2 separate regions of the Triticum aestivum genome follow, and region 2 is linked to region 1. The links are chromatin contacts, called in public Hi-C maps. All regions are on one chromosome and are shown on one strand. Each heading gives the region's core, a stretch centred on a gene start, on an enhancer-like site or on the middle of the called end of the contact. The rest is flanking DNA. Distances are from core to core; before and after follow the strand shown.

What was found. Hi-C and Micro-C count contacts between places; a contact is called where the count stands out from the background.
Region 2: a contact with region 1 is called in a Hi-C map of leaf, with 6 times the contacts expected there. The contact joins the promoter of LOC123040082 here to the enhancer-like site in region 1. A contact is called at or near these places in 2 of 5 Hi-C or Micro-C datasets (both in leaf).

What each region holds. Positions count from the first base shown.
Region 1 is chr2B:24,060,916-24,066,027 of IWGSC CS RefSeq v2.1, reverse strand. No RefSeq gene overlaps it. Among protein-coding and RNA genes, the nearest start is that of LOC123040080, 130 kb to the left of the region's middle. Within about 2 kb of position 3,792, at least 4 of the 8 cell types and tissues checked have an H3K27ac peak or open chromatin away from gene starts, as enhancers often do. A contact at or near this core is called in leaf, where this site is marked.
Region 2 is chr2B:24,372,604-24,378,125 of IWGSC CS RefSeq v2.1, reverse strand. It overlaps LOC123040082, which reads right to left and starts at 3,138. Exons shown (of 2, transcript XM_044463022.1): 1 at 2,537-3,138; 2 at 1-461. The coding sequence starts at 3,057.

The DNA.
Region 1 (5,112 bases), core at 2,543-5,042:
CACGATGATCCAGCCCCAGAGGACCCGAGCACCCGTTGAGTCAACGTTATGGAGTCACGCCGGACATATCCGTCGGTCGGCCGGCGCGCTGTCCTCCCGGAAGCAGTGGAGTGCAATGCGGACCACCATTGCCTCCTGCAACCCGCACGGGATGACACCCTAGTCGGCGGATCCCGACTGGTCGAACTCAGATCCCCTGCCCGCCATGCCGGAGACGACCAGAAATCACCGGAGATGAGCTCAGGTGGTGGAGGGAGTGGAGGGGGAGGAGTGTGAAGTGACTAGGGTTCGGCCCGGCGATCGGATGAGAACGAATATAGGTTCAGGTGGGCAAGAGTGGACCGGGTCCGACGTGGTAGGCGTGCCATATTCAATTCGCCCCATATTTGGGTTGGATATGAGGCGTCCGTCTGAATCGAAATTTCGTGATCAGTCAGCGATACATATGTGCTAGTTTCTCACCTTTGCTTACCGATGAAGGCTACCTCCTCCGAGTTAAATCGTTAGATTGTTCTTCTCACACATTAACAAAAGATAAAGCGTGAGGTTTCAAAATCAATCCTAGATGGGTATGATATGTGAAATGTAATCGTCAGAACTCAGAACAAACAAACGAGAGTTCCCGGAAAATAAACAAAGCTTGAGGCATGTGCGTCCGTCGACGTTGACTCTTGCCATCTCGACCGATTCGGTTTTCGACTAGAGAGGCTTTGCCTAGTCCCTCCCCTATTGGTTGCCGCGTCAGATGCTACGGCGACGAGTCGTCTCGTCAAATCTCATAATCAACAAGTTGCCTCGGACCAAATGTAATCAATGAACTAAATTCGGTGGTGCTCCATTAGAATGCTTGCCAGGGAAGCTTTCTATAGGAAGCTGGTCTGCATAGCCTCTTCTGTAAAGGAATTTGGTTTTTGATTCACAAACGAGTAAAACAACAGTACTAACCGGCTGCCATACATAAAAAGAAAAATCTGAATTTGTACTAGCAGCCTTTTCTTCTCTTTATTAAGTTGGGATTTTTATTTTTTGGTACTAAGCTGAGTGGGAGATGAAAGTGACCACTGGCATCCGGTGACTTGACCAACTGAGGCTGCCGACCGAGATTTGGGACGCATTTGGCCGAAGAAAGAAGTCCAACGACGGGCACGCCGCGACCGTTATCATTAGATTAGAAAAAAAGGACAAGAAAAGGAAACAACTCGGAAGTCGCAGTGTGGCATGCATGGCGTTTACCGTTGGGATCCAAAGAGGATCTTGACAAAGGTCGCCGTTGCCGCCGTCTACACTCTGCAGGTCCTTCCCGCCGGCGGGCCGGGAGACACCACTCGGACAAGGGCTGCTTCTGCGAGGACGGCAACAAAGCACGCCGGGCTTAACGGAACCATCGCTGGTGTGGTGTGAATGAACCTAATCATTCAGGGATCAAGGGAAGCCACATTTTTTTCTCCTCTACTTATTAGGTTCCCTGAATGAGGCCTACTCGAGCCAAGCTTCTGTGATTCTCCAATTTCGGTGCATCATACTACAATTTGCATCGCCTGCCGGTGACTTGACACTAGTTTAGCAACATGGGAGAGCTCCAATTCCCTGTCACCATCAGGTTGCTCACTGCACAAACGAAAGCACCGCATATAGCATTGACAAGTAATATCTCCGAATTGTTTGCTTCTCTTTATAGGCGTGTGCTTTATGGTGCTAGCTAGTCAAATCTCCTTTCTAGCTCTTGTTCTTTCTAGACTGGCCACCAACTTGTTTATCGGTACGCGCTTTCCGGTACTAGAAATAAGATACGTTTTTTTAACATCAGTACAGACAGCTCTCTTTGGCGCCGCGCATCACCAAGCAAACAGCCGTGCCGTAGGTGTTCCAATCATAAGTGCAGGAGGGCCAGGTTGCTGATTATCCCCCTCGAAACATGAAAGAAAATTTGTTGATGGGTAAACACCGTGTCCTTGGATCCCCTCCTCCCCCTCGGCCCTCGCGTCGCCCCCCTGGGCGACTCGGGGGCGACTAGGGTTCCGCGGCCGCCGCCAGCCCCCTCCACTCCCTTCATCCCCTCGCCGCTACCGGAGACGGCCGCCGGGAAGCCTGCGCGGGCGCCGGTGAAGGTGGCGGCGGGGATCTCGGCGCTCCATCCCCTCTCGGAGGCCTGCGGTTCCTGGGGCGGCGGCCCCAACCGGCGAGGCGGCGCCGTCGAGCGGTGGGCGGCGTTCGCAGGGGAGCTGGCCAGCGTGCCTGGCCGCACGGGCGGCGGGTGGTTGGTGGATCCGGCCGCGGCGCGAATTTCTGCGTCAGATCTGGAGGTTCGCAATCCCTTCCCGGCTACCTCTCTCTCGCCGTCGGCGGTGGCTAGTGATCTGCTCTCTGGCCCTGGCGTCGGTGCGAGTTGGTGGCCAGCTAGGGGACCGGGGCAAACCTTGGCCGGTCCGGCCGGTCCGGCGGCGGCAACGCCCAAGGGCGCTGCTTTCCTCCATGGAGGCGCAGCCGAGGTCCCCTGCTTCCACCCCGACCCACCCTGCCCGGGTGAAAACCTTATATCCTCTCGGATTTGGCGGCGGCGGCGCCTTGCGCGTCGTGAACTTGCTGGAGGCGCCGTTAGGGAGGCGGGTTGCGGTCGGGAGGCGCTGCAGGTGAGGGATGAAGCTGCCTCCTCTTCATCGTTCGTTTCCACGAAGCGTATTTCCACCTAGCTGGGCATGGACCGTGGCGGAGCGGCCGGCTAGGGATATCCCAAATCGAAGTGGCCGCACTATGTCCACCTTCCGATGTGAGGGCGGCATTCTTTGAGCTCTAGGGTGAGCTCCTCGAAATCCCGACGGTGCGGCGCCTACTAGACATGGCGAGGGGGTAGGGTCCCTCTTCGGTGGTTGAGATGGAAGATGTTGTTCCCCTTCCTATCTAGGTGTTCCTGGAGCATGGCCATCTTTTGAAGGTCGGATATGCCCTGCTTTGCTGCTCTGTTTTTCCTCATTTGATCCTAGTGTGGGAGTGCTCGGCCTTTGCTAGCTGTAATCTTAATTTCCTTTGCATTAGCTGCTTGTGGAGGCTGTAGTTAGCGTTTCAGTCCAGTGTTTCCATTGTATCGTTCTGACCGATGTAATTTGGTTGTTTGCTGTAACTCCTGGCCGGTTGATGGCTTTGTTAATTCAAAGCCGGGCTCATCGCGAGCCTTCGTTCTAAAAAAAAACACCGTGTCCCGAGTCCAATGTTCCCCATCGATCCAAGGTCCATAATTCGGGACCCCCTACCCGAGATCCGTCGGTTTTGACACCGACACCAAGGAGATGGCGCTCACGTTTATGAGTGTGGACAAGAACAACATGTCACCGGAGAGGAGGGCTTGGTTCGCGAACCGGCAGAAGAAAATGTTCGCTCGCGACGGCTTGAACTAGGTAAGAGCATGACCACGACCACGATGGCTGTCTATTTTGAAGGCTGGCTGCATGAACTTGCGTGTACTATGGCCATTTAGCTACACCATTTGTTCTTTTCTTATTTTGCATGCACAGCGGACGAGATGTGGTCGCGTGTTGGACGTACGACCGGCGCATCCACAAATCCAGATGAACATGGCTACATTGCCTCGCCAAACGTCCGTTTGGGCTCGCGCGTTGGAGTTGGCCTAAAACAAAGAAGCGAAGAAAATTCTGAATGGGGAAAGATTCTTTCTCACCCACACGCACCCGCCACATGTACAACAGACGAGGCACACGCGCACACCGTCAGATATACGTTGCGTCCCCATCATCAGTTCGGGTCGGCGGCTTTGCCTACTCCCTCGCCTATTGGTTCCGTAGTCATCGCTCGATACGAGTAGTAGTTTATGCAGCGATCTGGAGTGGCGGACGAGTGGCCACGCACGGTAGGCCTCTTTCCTTCCGGAGTGGCGAGCGGCTTGCCAGCCAGCAGGCGTCGGGTTCTGTCAAATGAGTTGATGACCTGGAGCGGGGAGGAGCACGCTTCGGATTTCAACACGGGCGATGTGTGTATCCTATATTATCCCCTGGGCCACTTGGACGAGATAAATCTTGCTGTCTGGTCGTTGATGGTGGCGCCCATGGGTGGCCTCACAGCCTTGTCTACTTGTTTGTGCTCTGTTTCTTTTGTTCGCTTTCATCCAGCTAAACTTGTTGTTTTCACTTCATAAAATGTCAAGGATTGGACCGGTCGGGTTGAGGGCCAACGAGAGAAGTAAAAAAGAACGGTGGTGCCGCACCCTTGTATTTCAATCCAGCAGTCCGGGTGAAAGCAATCGAAATTTTAAACAAGCCCGATCTACATGTGATCGCATTTTATTTTGAGGTACGCAATTAATCTTGAATACTACTCGTAAAGAAGCGATGTAAACAACTCGATTCCAAAACATCCCATAAAACTGAGAATTCATTAAATATAAACTTGAATTGATCCAAATTAAACGTGTGTGTCGCTATGACAACAGTTATCCACGATACCACGGATAGCGATTGTCACTGGTTGGTGTCAATCTGTTATCCATGTTATTACTGGCGGTGGTGGCTTTCTGTAGACATCTCTACCTTTTCCTTTTTTTTCTATATCTTTCCTACTACGTACTACGTTGAACCGATCGAAATTTCGTTGATTTCGCTGTCGTTGCGGAAGAAGCCTGGTCGCCGGAGGTATCGCGGCCTCTCGCACCCAAGGAAAGGATCGCTCCATAAAGTAGGTGACCTGAGATTGCACGGCTCGTCGCCGTAGCCTCTGATGACATGAGCCAATAGGCAACGCGCGGCGCTAAACCAATGTTGGAGATGCTCTAAATTTGGGGCGTCGGATAAGCATCTTCAACAGCTGCGCAAACGCGCGGCGCGCTAAAAAATAGTTTGCCGCGTGCCCATCGTCAGGTTTGGCGCGGCGCACAGCGCTGGCCCCATCAGCCGCGCTAAAATGCAGCGTGTGCAAGTCCATATTTATTGCATTTTGAACACAGAATAAATTTCACATAGATATAAAAAAGATACAAATATATTTCACATAGTTAAAACGATACAAATAGATAAAAACAAGTTCATAGCATAGATAGATAAAACCGAACTATGGTGCAACTACATAAAATTAAACTACTGTGCAACTAGATAAAACTACGGTGCA
Region 2 (5,522 bases), core at 1,889-4,388, 310 kb before region 1:
GATTGAAAACAACAGTTGCTGGATGAATGGTAGATTCTTCACTGTTATCGATGCCACTTGCAGCTTGATCAAGTACTCCACTTAAAGTAGCCACCATCTTACTCGCCATAACAGCAATCTCACCAGATCTGTTCAAAGGTAAGCCCTGTAAATTGTACAGGACATCAACGATTGCGTCAACGATAGTCAGCACTTCCTTAACATGGCAAGCACACCAGCTTGCCTCGCTGAATGAACGTGCTAGCTCAAGGAGCTTCTCCACAGATTGCCCAGCAACCAATGAAAAGCACTCTTCTTTTACTTCTTGACATAATTGCTGACTGTTCCCATTCAGTTCTCGCCATATTAAACAGACAAGTGCAGTAGCAATTTTTAGCTTGATAACAATATCAGTTGATTCTGTGGCCAACACACAAGGATCTCCCTGAAAAACTGATGGGTTTCCTTCGACATTGGACAATCTGTTTCATGGAAAAGATTCAAACATCAGAATCTACTGCAAAAACATCAGAATCTACTGCAAAGTGCGTACAAACTTTCAGAAAGCCCCGCAGAAATTGTAAAAAATCATAGGCTCTCTCTCTCTCTCTCTCACCAAACATAATAGCAGATGTGTTCCAACAGAAGCATTCACTGTGGTAGAAACTACTGGAAAAATAACTGAAACAAAGGCAACCCCATCCCCATGATTTTAAACATAATGGTAAGAGTATAATTTGTTGTAGTCACTCAGCCAGAAGTTACTTGGTCAATTACTGAAACAAGTCAATTAACTCGATCGTTTTAAATGTGAGGAGAAATTCCATATTGCCAGCATACAGTTCTCCTTCCTTGCAGATGTCTGGTATTTTATAAGATTATATGAACCAGATATGTGCGCTAATTTAGGTGCCCGCAATAGTATCCGCGCGGATTATATATTGTGCAAGAAATGCCATTACTGCAAGATTTAAGATGTAAAAGTGGTGTAGCAATTGGCAGGAAATCAGGGCATAATATGCTCTACATGGCAGGCGTATGCCGAGCATGAAACATGGAAGTGGTGTATGTGTTTCTCTTTTTATGGAAAAAAACAAGAATCCAAAACTTGGAAGTGGTATTAGAAATGTTCTGTAACTGGGTCTAACAGAGAAAGTGTGTGCTGAGGAGGACTTGATAGTCCAGCCGTACAGACAGAGAGACTTTAAAACATTGCACATTGCAGAAAAGTCTGGAGAAACTACCATATCGAAGCACATTGCACAGATAGTGCTCCGGTGATTCCCTTGGAGGCAAGAATTGTTGCACATTTAAAAAATATCCCGAGGAAAATACCATATTCACGTACTCCCTCATTCCTAAATATAAGTCTTTGTAGAGATTTCGCTATGGAGCACATACGGATGTATGTAGATGCATTTTAGAGTGTAGATTTACTCATTCTGCTCCATATGTAGTCCATAATGGAATCTCTACAAAGACTTATATTTAGGAATGGAGGGAGTAGTACATTCTAGTAAAATCTAGTGCCTACACAGAAAATACCAAACTGTATTCTAGAAAAGAAAATACCAAACTGCTCCTACTAGAGCCGTGCCAGGCAGTGAGAAAATGTTGCCCATTTCAGAGAAAATAGTCGTTAAATAAAAGTATCCGATAATAGACAGGGGCATGGGTACATCCTCTCTGGAGTTGAAAATTAAAGAGTGCTCCAGGGAGCTATGCCAACATAGAAGCAGAAGGGTTGCTGGTACGAAAATAAGGAGTGCCTAGATGGGGGTTCCGAGTGCTTTTTTTATCATCATTTGCTAGTACTCAGATTTACTGCAACATTGACCATTACATGGCATGATATGGACTAACAAAGCATTCAGCATGAAACCCATATAACATCTGAATGCAACATTTTGAACTACAGACTACAACATTGGCCATTGGGTTCAACGGTTTAACGTTAATCAAGTAAAAAACCTCGAATCAGGCAACTCATTGTCCATTTCATAAACGGAACAACAGTTTACAGCCAAACATACAGTGCGTGTGTGTAGAAAATGAAGAGCAGAAACGCACTGCTGCAAAGGATAAGTTCAGCTTGAGCTTTGTGTTTCAAACTTGTATGAGTATGGCTTATTGAACTTGTGTAATCCAGCGGTTAACTGAACCTTGGGAACAACTTGTGGCTATAAATCTGTGCTAAACCACTGGCTGTCTGCATCTTTAGCCAGGATAAACACCTGTATACTGGTACTACCTTAAAATGGAAACCCACTGTTCGTTGAATTCCATTGGAAAATTTAATATGCTGAACGCTTCAGAGAGCAGTGAATGAAGACAGCAACGCATCAGCAACATTACTGTTATCCCTCGCAATGAAAATTTGAAGAGAATCGAAAATGTTTCCTAACTGAACTTGACAGAGCAACAGGGACAGACAGAGTGTTCTAACAGAGACATCGTACAGAATGAAATTTCCGTGGAAAAAAATCGTACAGACTGAAACAAGAAAGAAAGAAAGAAAGAAAGAGATGGGTGAGAAATTGGTAGAGTGCTGCAACACCTGCGGATGGGGTCGTCGTAGTGGATCGCGGCTTGCCTGAGCATGCCGACGGCGTGGCGCCGCCCCCGCGTCATCTCCTCCATGGATTCGGGGTCGATGAGGCGGGCTTGAGGAACTGCTTCGAGGTAGCGGATTTGCGGGTATCGGAAGTACCCGTCGGCGCCGGCGTGGGGCGCCCTGCGACGGAGGAGGATTGGACGGGTGGTCTCTTCCTCTTCGAAGAAGCCGCGGGCGGCTGCGGCGGCGACTGCGACACCGTTCGCGTCCACCAAGGTGTGGGTGCGGGGCGGCTGCTGCTCCGGCAGGCGGCGGCCGTCTCCACCACCCGCGAACCCCTCCAGAGGCATAGGCAGAAGCAGGAGGTTCCTCCAGAGCCACCAGACGACGACGACGGCCACAGGCGCGGCGAGGTGGAGGGCAAGGTAGGCCGCCGCGGAGGCGCAGAAAGGGCGCGGCGGCGGGGCGGAGGCGCAATCGAGATTCGGAATGCAAGACAGATTGGCGTACACAAGTTCAGGCATGGCCGCCGCTGGCTCTGCTGGGGGTCGGAGAAGTTCCGGGGGAAGGGGGAAGTGGGCGGGTTGCGAGTTGCGACTGCTTTGGCTGTTTTTGCAAAGGGGGAAGTGGGTGGGTGCTCTTAATTTTTGGCTGGAATTTGACGACGGTAGCGACAGCTGAATGAAAATCTCCTCCTGCAAAACCGAGGTCTACAAAGGTTTGATTGGTATAGAAACGCCTCCTCAGCAAATTCTCAATAGTATGGAATGTTTGCACTGGTCATTTGAATCGCCTACTTCAAATTGTTACTAGTAGTATTCGTAGTGAATTACGTACTCCCCTTGTAATCAAATGTAGGGCATTACAGCAAAAACGTCCTCCATTTGTTTACAGTACTACAGATAAACTTTTTACCTCATCGCAAGATTTTTGCTTGTAATACTACTCCAAGATCATATACATATACTAGTGGTACTGGCAGAGAGGGCACTTTTTTATTAGTACTCCCTCCGTAAACTAATATAAGAGCGTTTAGATCACTAAACTAACGACCAGGCAGCAAGATTTTTCTCGTACGACTGGCTGAGCGGATAATGTAGGATATATCTTTCGCGCTATGTTGCGGGGATGATGATCGCTCGTGTCTGAATCCGAAGCGTGCTCCGCTCCGCTCCAGGCTTCAGGTCGTCGGTCAGAAGTCAGAACCAGAAGCTTGCTCGCCGGCTCGCCGCTCCGGAAAGAGGCCTATCTCGTGGCCACTCGTCCGCCAGGCCAGGTCGCTCCATAAACTGAGCAAGCAATAGGCGAGGGAGTAGCAAAGCTTCCGAACCGAACTGATCGAGACGCCAAGACCTCTGATGGTTTGCGCATGTGCCTTTTGTTTGTGCTGCTATTACTCGCTCCGTTTCAAAATAAGTGTCTCAACTTTGTACTAATTTCAGTATAAAGTTATACTCCTTCCGTTCCTAAATGTAAATCTTTGTAGAGACTCTACTATGAACTATATACGGATGTATATAGATGTATTTTAAGTGTGGATTTATTCATTTTGCTTCGTATGTAGTCCATCCAGTGGAATCTCTACAAGGACTTACATTTAAAAACGGAGGGAGTACTAAGCTTGAGACATCTATTTTGGAATGAAGAAAATATTATATGTTATTCCTTTAATCCTGAAATAAGTGACTCAACTTTATACTAATTTTAGAAGGTGAGAGTACTACTAAGTACTGTATGTATGTGGCGGGTGCGTGTGGGTGAAAGAGAATCTCGCCCCATTTGGAATTTTCTTCGCTTCTTTCTTGACGGGACTCTACTATTCTTTTTTATTTTCTGACTAGCAGTATAATTCAATACTCGTTCAGAATCGGTTTGACATCTGACGTTTCATTTGGGAGGCAGTAGCAGTATGTACCTGCTTAACGACATCAAGCATGGCACTTTCTCGCCAAGCCAATCTCGAGGACTACTATGCTTATCCATTGTTTGTCCGGTGATAATAACCTCAGAGCATTTTCAATAGCCGCACTATATAAACGTCGCGTTAAAAAAGTACTCCCTCCGTTTAGGTGTGTAAGTCATCTTACGAAAACTAAATAATTCCAAAACACTTAGGCGCGGTGCATTAACTTCTACCTTGTTTTTTGTTTTTTGACATATCAGCCAATAAAAGATGTGGGGTGTGCATATTTTTAATGACTTGAGACTACCAAACACAACATGCAGTGGTTAGTTCATTGCATGCAAGGCTATTAATTAGCAAATAAACATTAAGTTTTCTCGTTTTCCCCTCCTTCTTGGTCACGATGCACAAGCTAAGATGACTTACTCACCTAGACGGAGGGAGTAGTGTTTTTAGTGCGCGCTATCGCTCCGGGCGCTCCAGCGGACACGCGAAAACCGCGCGCGGCATATCTAATTCAGCGTGCGGGCGAAAACGTCATGGCGTGCCGTTTATTTGTTGTGTCCGCTCCCGCACGCTGGACTCTCGAGCGCTCGCTCGCAACTCTACCTACCCATCCAGCCACTGCCGCCGCCGCCGCCGCCCGTGCTACCCCATTTCTTCCGGCGACCGTTCCAGCGCTTCCCCAGCCTCTTCCTGCGCGGCCGTGGCTTTCTCCGTCTCCCTCTAGTCAGCGCCGCCCGTCGCGCGCAGCAGTCCTCCGACGAACAGCGCCCGGCCGCCCACTGCCGCTTGGCGCCCGCAAGGTGTTCGACAAAAAACCCGCAAGGTATGTATTGCTTCCAACTTCACATTTTTACATGAAATTTGGTGCATATTGTTTGTAGTTTTTTATAGCCTAGTTTTGAACATTGTAGATGAGTTCATCATATGATTCTTCCGAAGAAGAATTTGATATCGAAGAGGAGGAGGATCTTGCAATGATCCTAGCTATGCACATCAATAAAAAACCAAAGCACGGTGGTTCAGTTATGGGTCGACAGAAAATTTGGAGGGATAGAATCGATGCCCACAACAGATTGATGA